Linked DNA regions of Sus scrofa: region 1 is linked to region 2. The links are chromatin contacts, called in public Hi-C maps. All regions are on one chromosome and are shown on one strand. Each heading gives the region's core, a stretch centred on a gene start, on an enhancer-like site or on the middle of the called end of the contact. The rest is flanking DNA. Distances are from core to core; before and after follow the strand shown.

Evidence for each region. A called contact is a pair of places that touch in the nucleus more often than the background predicts.
Region 1: a contact with region 2 is called in a Hi-C map of embryonic fibroblasts, with 1.4 times the contacts expected there. The contact joins the promoter of C1H15orf41 here to the promoter of MEIS2 in region 2. A contact is called at or near these places in 2 of 47 Hi-C or Micro-C datasets (embryonic fibroblasts and heart right ventricle).

The regions. Positions count from the first base shown.
Region 1 is chr1:134,535,780-134,540,793 of Sscrofa11.1, forward strand. It overlaps C1H15orf41, which reads right to left and starts at 3,095. Exons shown (of 9, transcript XM_021098122.1): 1 at 2,563-3,095. All of the region lies in intron 1 of LOC110261472 (a long non-coding RNA gene), which reads left to right.
Region 2 is chr1:134,011,686-134,017,002 of Sscrofa11.1, forward strand. MEIS2 (homeobox protein Meis2) reads left to right here and starts at 1,957. Exons shown (of 13, transcript XM_021098059.1): 1 at 1,957-3,052; 2 at 4,314-4,546. The coding sequence starts at 3,041. LOC110259520 reads left to right here and starts at 436. Exons shown (of 3, transcript XM_021084938.1): 1 at 436-526; 2 at 605-695; 3 at 1,910-2,955. The coding sequence starts at 436. The coding sequence ends at 2,147.

The DNA of each region.
Region 1 (5,014 bases), core at 1,845-4,344, 530 kb after region 2:
ATATTCATACATAACAAGAGCAGAATTATCTAAACGTATGCCATGTCTTAAAGTTGCCTCGAAAGGCTAAGGCTACTCCCTTAGACAACCAGCCTTCACCCAATCTACAGTTCACTGGAAGAAGTGGCAAAGAAGTATAATGACAGAAAATTAAATTCCAATTTGTCGATTTTGCTCCTTGTAAGCAAGTCTGATAAAAACCTTAAAGATTATAGTGGCGCAGTAGATTAAGAATACGACTGCAGAGGTTTTTCGGTTGCTGTGAATACAAGGATTTGATCCCTGGCCTGGCACAGTAAGTTAAAGGATCTGGTACCACAGCTGTGGTGTAGGTTGTAGCTGTGGCTACAGGAACAATTCTTGGCCCAGAAACTTTCATATGCCTCAAAGCAGCCATTTAAAAAAAAAAAAAATCTTAAAGACTATAAGGGGATAAATTAAATCTGGATAATATTAAAAAGAGATCCCTTCATTTTACCAATTTAGAAAACTGAGTCCTTCAGAAAATTAAGGTCATAAAAGACCTTCAATTCCTGCTTCACTTTGTACTTTACTGATAACCAATTACCTAATAATCTCTTTCTTCAAGAAAACACTTTCATGGTGATGTCTGCTCAAGGGCTACATATCAAGCTCAAGGAAGCTCTCCATTAGGTAAAGGTGCTCAGGGCCACAAAGGAAAATGGCAGAAGCTTGGATCTGATTTTGAAATGGAAGAAAAGTGAATAAACATTCTACATCTCGTCTTTTTTTTTTTTTTTAATTTTAGGGCCACACCTGTGGCATATGTTAGTTCCCCCGCTAGGGGTCAAATCGGAGCTGCAGCTTCCGGCCTATGCTACAGCTGTGTTTGCTACCTACACCACAGCTCACAACAACACTGGATCTTTTAACCCACTGAGCAAGGCCAGGGATCAAACCCACATCCTCATGGATACTAGTTGGGTTCTTAACCCACTGAGCCACAATGGGAACTCCAACATTCTATACTTTTAACACAGCACAAAGACAATAACTTGTTGCCCGAGACTGGTCTCTGTGTAACGTCAGGGCCTCGGTTTGTACACCTTTAAAATGAAATCTACAGCATATAGTTTCTAAAGTTCCTTTTTTAAAAGTTGGATAATCCCTGGGAGTTCTCTTTGTGGCTCAGTGGCTAACAATCCCAACTAGGATCCATGAGAATGCGGGTTCAATCCCTGGCCTCGCTCAGGGGGTTAAGGATCTGGCCTTGCCATTAACAGTAGTGTAGGTGGAAGAAGTGGCTCAGATCCCGAGTTGCTGTGGCTGTGGTGTAGGCTGGCAGCTACAGCTCCCATTCAACCCCTAGCCTGGGAACTTCCATATGCCGCAGATTAGGCCTTAAAAAGGGGGGGGGGGGGGCCCGCAAAAAACAAACAAACAAAAAAAGTTGGATAATCCTAAAATTACTGGGGAAAAAAGCCATTTTGGGGGGGAGTAGTATGAAATACACCTGGAATGTGTATACATATGGCTGTCCAGAAGACCAATCTTGACCCAAGAGCTTAATCCCTAGGGTAACAGCCTCTGGGACAGGCCTGGAACACTTGAGGTAACCTAATTGCAGTAGAGAAACATAGTTGACAATAAGAGGCCTGTGAGGTAACCTAATTGCAGTAGAGAAACATAGTTGACAATAAGAAGCCTGTGCTCCCTTGTTTGTTTCCAGGGGCCAATTGAAAAGTGTCTTCCATTTGAGTCAACAATTCATACTTTCACCTTGAGAGGGCCGTGCCACCTAGCATCCATTCCTAGTACCTGTCAATTAACCACTAGACATTTATGGAGCACATACTATGTGCGCTCATACCTAGCACAAACCCGGTTTTCAATAAACATATGTTATCTAGACTTAACTGCAAGGCCTTGGGAAGCGGCCTGGGATTCATTCATTAAAACTCTCCTGAGAAAGGCAGGCGAAAGAAGAAACGTTTTCACCATCCCTGATCTCCTAACACTTGACACTCGTGTTGCTCCCCACTCATGTGCGACACGTGGTTTCCAAGCACTGGCTGGGCTGCCAGACACAGCTGCTGCAGGCAAAGGGCTGTCTGAGAGGGGCGATGGGCACTTACCTGGGAAACCTCTGCTTCAGCTTCCTCAGGCTCTGCCTGGTAGGCGGCACAGACACTAAGCACTGGGCTATCTCGTCGTACTGGGCTTTGGTCAGTATCATATTGGGCCAGGGACTGGGAAATGGTAGGAAAAATGAAAGAAGCACCCTGGGCTCGAGCAGCCTTGGTGTCGGGATACGAGGCTGGGCACACTGCGGCAAGGCGCCGGGTACTCGACTTCCGGGGCTTGCCCCTAACCCCTCGCACCCGCCCCCCCGGCAGCACACCCTAGCCTTCACCCAGCAGCTCCGCGGCGGGAGGCGGGCTGTAGAACAACTGCCCGTCTTTGGCTTTCTGAGCAGCCGCAGTGGGCCCGGCTGAAGGCACGGGCCGCCATGTCAGTTAAGGGCAAGCCAACCAGGAAGTAACAGCCGCAGGCAGAGGTAGCGCCTAATTCTCTAAGGGCCGGTCCCTGAGCGGTGCTCACCTGGGATTAACCTGGGATTCTCGTGGAGCTCACACCTTCCCTGTTGCCAGAAGGCAGGGAGCCCTGGCTCATCGACCGGATAGCAGGGCACACACGTACCCGCGATTCTTAAGCCTGAGCCCGGGAAAGCCACAGCCAGGGCGCGCGATTTGAACACGCTTCCAAACGCGCCGTTTTCCTGCAGCACCAATCGGAGGCTGGCTTTATAAAGATTTACGCCTTCTCTCTGGTAAAGTCTCTGCGCTCTGCGAGTCCGAGCGGAGGAACTGTAAAACCCAAACCCCTTTAGGATCGCTGGATACAGACCGCCTGGCTTGCATTGAGGGGAGTTCGACTACTTCTGCAGACAGTAATGGCCACTTTGGCAAACAGACTAGAAAACAAAACTCACATCATCAGACTGCCCGCGGCAAAGAATATCACCCTCACTCCTCAAGGTTAGGTGCTCAAGTAAATCATTTCTTACTCTTCTTTGAATCCCTAGCTCTCAGAAAATAGTAGGCGTTCAATAAATGTTTGGAGAAAAAAGTCAGTGGACGAATTAATCTGTTTCTGTACCTGCTGTGAGCGGATCGCACATCCCCCGAGGCCATTGATTAGGATATCAGACCCTCCCCTAATCCTTTCAAAAACTTTTTGGTTCTCAGAAGCCCACGTGTTGTATTTCTTTTCAAGTTTTAACATTTTGAGCAATGAAGGGAAAAAAGCGTTTAGATTTTAAAGAATGTGTAAATGGTTAATTTTTTTTTTTTTTAAGTATGTAATAAGGCCTGGGTTGGAAGTTTAACTTAGACATGCCTCCTTGGATAAATTTCTTAATCCATCGAAGCCTCAGTTCCTTTGTCTGTAAAGTTGATTTTTAATTCATGGGGTTATTTATAAGATTAAATAGAATAGTACAAGGAATAGATTCCTTAGCTTAGTATCCAGCAGATAGTTTATGGAAGATAAATAACCTGTGTAAGACTACTTAATAGTGATAGGTCATGGCATTTATCAGGTGTCATTTGTTCCCTACACATTCACTCCTTTGATCCATATAATTTCCTATGAGGCAGGTACTATTGCTATTATCCTTCTCTTCCTCCCTTTTGTGCAGGATGAATAAACTGAGGCATGAAAAGGTTAAGTCATGACCTTCCCAGAGGTCATGAGAACAAGTAAGCAACAGGGGTAGTTTAAACTCCTGAAATTTGGTTCCAGGGTCTGTGCTCTTGCCAACTCTGGTAATGTTTAATTACTACACACACCCGCCAAAAGAAAAATCAAAAAATCACACTCTCTTAGGCCAAAGGTTCAGGATTTTTTTTTTGAAAGAGAACAATTTATATTTCAAAGAATCTTTCAGTGCAGCTTTTTAAAAAGTTTCACCACTTTATTTTCTCAGGCGTCTCGAAGTCCAGTATCAACAGTGGATCCTGAATCCAGCAACCTTAGAGTCTTTCGACTATTTACATCAGAATGTTCTTCCCATATGCTTTGCATCTAACCCTGGTTGTGTGACATTAGTACATAACTATTTATTTATGGCAGCATGGCCTGGAGTTGCCACCTGGCTAGTTTGTTGCTGACCCTGCCATGACTCTTACATGAAAGCCAGCTGACGATAAGCAGACTCCACTTGATCCCCCATTCCTTTCTCCTTCCCCACTTCACTCTTTTCAATTCACAGCCAACGGGATTTTTATAGAAAACATCAGTTCAAGGATGTTTGCACTAGTTATTTTTTATAGTAACTCTTCTCTCTGGCTCTTGTCCTGCATTCACCCTCACAACCCTAAAGGAAAAGGCCAGGTTTGTTTTTCTGTTTTTATTTTTAACATGCTGGCAGTTTACAATTTTGACCCCAATCCAGTAGATTGTTTAGAGTTAGCACCAGGGGAAAAGCACAGTTATGTTGCTGTTTTCATTGGCAGTGACAATAGTGTTGTTTATTAAGCACAAAATAGAAGCAAAGCAGAAATGTGGTGGTGCTGCTGTTTAGGTATTTCTTATTTTCCTCTAACGTGTCATGCTTAGAGTAAGCCAATTATTTCTAAGGCACCCTTTCTCCCTCTCTTAACCTCCTCCATCCTGCCCCATGTCTTGAATCCCACTCTGTGCCCCTCATCTTCTCTGACTCCATGGCTGGAATCTCCCCACAGTTTCTCAGTCTGTCAGCAACACCAACCATTTTCTACAAAGGGAAGTAGGGTCATGAAATGAAAACAATACCAAATGAAAACGCTGAAGAACTGGCTACCTGTTTAAAATCAGCTGTATGTTGTGTGGCCTTGAGCGAGTGACAGCCTCTCTGATCCTGAAGGTCCTCAGTGTAACCCCAAGAAATGGAGCTTTGTAATTCCGATAGAAAGATTACAAATATGAAAAAAAGTGTAGGAAATCATAGCAAGGAAACGTGTCAAAATGCGCCTTGGTGCAGCTCCCAGGAAGAAGCTACAGCCCTGAAAGA
Region 2 (5,317 bases), core at 707-3,206:
CACTATCTTTTTTATATGTGAGGCCGATTTCCCGCAGACATCATTGTTATGATGGCTCATTTAATCAAACTGTTTAATTGCTCTGGTAATCACTATCATCATCACAGGTGCTCAATCATTCATCATTTTTGGAGGGCTTTATTGACCTCCGGAGCTCATTCCCCAGCCCTATTAAAACCGGGCCAAATTTCTCCTACTCCGCTTGGAGTCTCTGTAGGCTGCAACCTAAGCCCAGTTGAGAGTTGCCCAAAAGCTTACAGTGAAGGGGGGGGGGACGGGCAAACAAACAAACAAACAAACCTGTCTGCCTACTCTCTCTCCTACCCCCCCCACCCCCAGACACTACATTATTCTCCTTGCGCCCTCGCTCCACCATCTCCCGGGAAGTCGGGTCAAAGCCCGGCGCAGAGGAGACGCTACTTTTTACTCTCCAGAATGGGTTCAAAGTTGGAAAAGGGGGCGGCTGCTGAGGAACAGTCTGCTTTCAATTCTCTGGGCCGGTGGCCCTTAGCCAGGGCGAGCGCAAGTTGCTGGGAGAGGGCACGCTCCCAGCTCTGGGCCGGCTGCTAGGCTGCCCAGAGCCTGGGGGCCTCGGGGTCTGCAGCGCCGCGCGCGCTGGGAGACCTTAGCTCCGCCCCTAGCTCCGGGCTCGGAGTGATTGACGCGCCGCTGCCGGGATACTCCGTCGCACGGAGGTGAGGCTGGTTGCAGCTCCAGCCACGGATTCCGCGAGACACTAGCTAAAACTACTTTCTATACAAATGATGAGGGGTAGTTACCTTCCTCCCCCCCACTCTCCTGCTTTTCATTTTTGGAAAACTTCATTCGGAGTCGGTCCCATCTTCTTGATCCCGCGAAACTGTCCGGTGTAATTAACAGTGCCGTTAGCCCGCGACACGGCGCCCTGGCCTCTGTGCTCCAGGCGACCACAACAAAGCTGGGCAGGGAGTGCCGGCCAGTCCTCGCCAGGCACCACTCTCTCTCTCTTCCTCTCCAGTGCTTCCCAGCTCTAAGTGGGATCCACTTCGGAGGCGCACACAAGTCGTGCACGCGCGTACACACACACACACACACACACACACACACACTCCCTTTGGCAACATCAGAGAACATCAAACACCCAAATGACTCCCACCCCACTTCCTCCCTCCTGATTCCACCGCGGCCCCCAAAGACTCTCCAGGGTGGCCCCTTGTCCGCACAGCTTGGAGCGTGTGCTCTTTGAGTTAAGCTGGTCTCTTCTCCTCTGGGGCAGGGAGTGGGGGGGATGGAATGTAGACAACAAGCGTCCTGGATCTGCACAGGAAAGAAAGTACCACTTAAAAACAAAACTCTAGTCGGACGGTGGTACTGTCTGCAGATTCTGCAGTCCCTGGGTGAAAGCAAAAAAAAGAAAGATTTAAAAAAGAGAAAAGAAAAAGAAGCCTTCGGGGCACGAAAGTCCGCTGGCAGAGGCGTAGGGGCTCGCGGAATTAAAAGGAACAAAAGCAAGAGCGCCATGCCAAACGTCCCCGTCACGACCCCGTTAGGCAGGAGCCGGGAGTGATGGGGAGATGACCTAGAAGTAAGTTTAAAAAAAAAAATAAAAAATCTGAGGCTGTACCGTACTTTCCCTGTGGTTTTCTGCAGTTTTCCTCTCTGCGCTCTCCCTGTCCTCTTCATTCTCATTCTCTCTCTCCCCCCTTCTCTCCCTCCTTCTGTTCTCACGTGCGCGCGCGCGCACACACAGGCACGCGCGCGCGCGAACACACACACACACACACACACACACACACACACACTCTCTCACTCCTCTTCCTCCCTCCTTCCCCCCGCCTCCCCCCGCGCCGTCCCCGCGGAGGAGCAGCCTCGCTGATTTGCTCGGGTCTACCAGGTTCCTGCCTCCCCTCCCCCTCCCGCCCCCCCCCAGTCTCTCCCGCCCCCCAACCGGGGCAGTCCGATCGCACTCGCTGCATATCAGAGGCTCCGCGCGGCGCGCTCCTCCTCGCTCCCGCTCCCCACTCCCGGGATGTGTCTCCGCCGTACGACGGGCTATGGCCACCACGACTTCCGGGTTCCGTCATTTCGTTCTCCCGCCGCCGACCCGCGCCGCCAAACTGAGGCTCTTCTATAAGCCAGGCAGCAGCCAACCTGCCAACACCTACTGACACTCACTCATCTCCCAGAGAGAGAAAGAGAGCGCGAGAGAGCGAGCGCGAGAGAGCGAGCGCGAGTGAGAGCGAGCGAGCGAGAAAGAGAGAGAGGGAGAGACAAAATACCTACCAGGAAAGGGGGGGAGGAAGTCCAATTTTTGCAAACTATTCATTTTTTTCTTGATTTTTCCCCCCTTGCTTTCTTTGAACGATACTTTAAAGAGAGAGGATCATATTATATATACAGCGGGGGCAAAGCTAAACGAGGGGGAGGGGGGAGGAAAAAATTCAAGAAGCAGAAACCCCTCGCGGAGTTTACTGGAAGAAAAAAAACGGGTCTGAAAGATTCCTCCTCTTCATCATCATCAACCATCATTCATTCACTACCTTGACATTCCGGGCTTTGATTGACAGCTGGAGTGGCAAAAAGCCATGAAACACGACAGTTCGGTTACATGTGGGCTGCTGACGGGCCGCTCGTAACCTTCAGTTCGGGGGCTTGACAATTTTTTTTTATTCTTTTTCTTCTTTTTCTTTTTCTTTTTTTTTTTTTTTTTCCAACTGAGGGGAAGAGAAGAGAAAGAGGGGGAAAGGAGGACCGAAGAGGAGGAGGAGGAGGAGGGGAGGGGGGAGGAGGAGGTGGAGGAGGAGGAGGAAGATCAGGAGGAGGAGGAAGAAGAGGAAAAAAGAGAAAAAGAAGAAATATCACAGGAAAAAAAAAACTTCGTTGTGTTGCCTGGGCTTTTTTTTTTTTCTTTCCCTAAAAATAACATATTGGAGAATTGGGAGAAGTCTCCTTGGTTTGGAAAAAAAAAAAAAAAAAGGAATCTTCAGCCTAGATCACTTTCTTATCCGGACTGGGATATTAAATATACGACACATCCAGGAGTTTATTGGAGCGCAGACTGATGGCGCAAAGGGTAGGTTTAAATCTCCAACACTTACCTAGATATAAATCCTCTCCTAAGAGGGGCCTGTCCCGCTGCCTCCTCTCCCTTCAACGCTGCTGCTGCTGCTCGCTGCTTGATGATGGCGGCCAGTATTTAAAAAAATAGCAGCAAAATTATTCATCGGCTTCTTTCCCCCCCGTGCCTCTGCGTGTGTGCGAGTGTGTGTGCGTGCGTGTGTGCGTGTCTGGGCGCGCGTGTTTCAGCGCTGTGCGAGCGGGCGGGCGGCGAGTGCGTGTGAGTGGTGTGTGTGTGTGTGTGTGTGCGAGTGCAATTGTTACACGCTTTCGCCTCGCTCCAGCTTTTACCCCAGCAGCGCGATTCCCCCGGTTCTCCTGCTGCCGCCGCTGCCGCTGCTGCGCCGCTGCCGCCGCTGCTCCCGCGGCTCCGGGCGGGCACCGGCTGCGTAGGAGCCGCCGCCGGGGCCGCCGCTGGGGCCGCGCTGCCGCAGCCGCTGCGCCGCCGCCTAGACTAGCCTGGGCTGCTTGTTTTGTCTCTGAAATTGACAAGGACGCAGGGAATCCGCTGCTAAATAATGTTTCTGGTAACTTTCACGTTATTCCCCTCCCACCCCCTCCCACCCTCCGCTCCCTGCCCCCGGGGAGGCACTGGCCCCAGTCTTCCCTCGTCCTCGGCGTTCTCTTCCTGATTATTAGCGTTTTTCTTCTCTTTATTTTGTTTCATTTCGCCTTTTGATTTATTGGATCCTCTGGAGGAGGCGAAGGGGGGTTAGGGGTGGGATCCGGGGCTTCCTCCTCACACTAACTCCACTTCTCCCTCGGTTGGCTCGCTACGGTTCTGCTGCCTCTGGCCGGAGCGGGACCTCCCGGCGCCGGCTCAGCCCCCGGCCTCACCGCCCCCTCTCCCGGCTCTAAACGCTGCTCTCGGTTCATAATTTTTCATTTTTTTTTTTAAATTTAAGAACACCCCCCATCCCCAACTTTCAACTCCGTTGTTTCGGCTGGTTTGGTTTCTTGTATGTTCAACTTGTGCTCGGTACTCTTCTCCTTTCTGACTTTGTTTTTATTTTTATTCTCCTCTCTCTTCCTCTCCCGTCCCCCTCCCCCCGCCTCCTCCTCCTCCCTTCTTTCCTTCCCTTTCTCCCTGTCTCTCATTCTATTCCTTCCTCACTTCTCTCCTCGCTCTCTTCTCCCTACTTCTTTTCCTGTCTCCCCTCGTCTCCTGGTTCTCGATCACCTCCTTCGCCCCCCGCCCCTTTGCCGGGTTCTGCCAGTACGATGAGCTGCCCCATTACGGCGGGATGGACGGAGTAGGGGTGCCTGCTTCCATGTACGGAGACCCGCACGCTCCGCGGCCGATCCCGCCGGTTCACCACTTGAACCACGGACCGCCGCTCCACGCCACGCAGCACTACGGCGCGCACGCCCCGCACCCCAATGTCATGCCGGCCAGCATGGGATCCGCTGTCAACGATGCCTTGAAGCGGGACAAGGACGCGATCTATGGGTAAACCAACCCCCACCCCTCCTGGCCCAGCATACCGTGTGTGAGGGTGTGTGCGAGTACGTGTTTGTCTCTGTGGGGGATGAGAAGGGTGGACGACCAAGTGGGGAGTTGTTTCTCCTTAGGGTAGGGGGGCGGAACCGCTTGCCTGAAGAAAGGACAGCGAAGGGGGCCTGCTTTTCTACCTCTTTAATGTAAGTCCGGGGGCGAGTGGGCTTCTTTCAACCCCACGGCCCCGTCACTCCGGACCCTACAGCGGGGAGTGACTGAGTCCTCAGAATCTTGCCAGGGCCTTCTCCCCAAGGACGGGATTCCTGGCCAAAGGACGCAGAGCTGGTCCTTTCAGCCTCCATAACAGAGGCCTTGACGAAGGAGAAAGTTTCTTGCTGCTGAGGAGCAACTTTTTTCTCTTTTCTGTTTCCTACCGAGAGCCTGGGAATCACTAAATGCTGCTTGAGCTAGGATCAGGGCTGCTTCTGTCGGCCAGGAAGTCCTAATCACCCTCTTCTTAATTCTCTGTAAATAAAGGGGGCAGACCTTGAAGTGCAGCGGGGTGGAAGGGACTGCTGCTTGCAGAGAGCCGCTCTTAGGGAAGTTGGGGAGACGGCTGGGAATTATTTTAAATGCTGAGAGAACTCGGGGAGGGATGGGGGTGCATGGGCGAAACATATCCCACTCCAGCTCTGCCAGCTGAGGGTAGGTGGGGAAGGCTGCGGGATGCCAGAGGGGAGGGGACAACAGCAACTGTGCCTGAAGCCAGAGGCCGCAAGCATC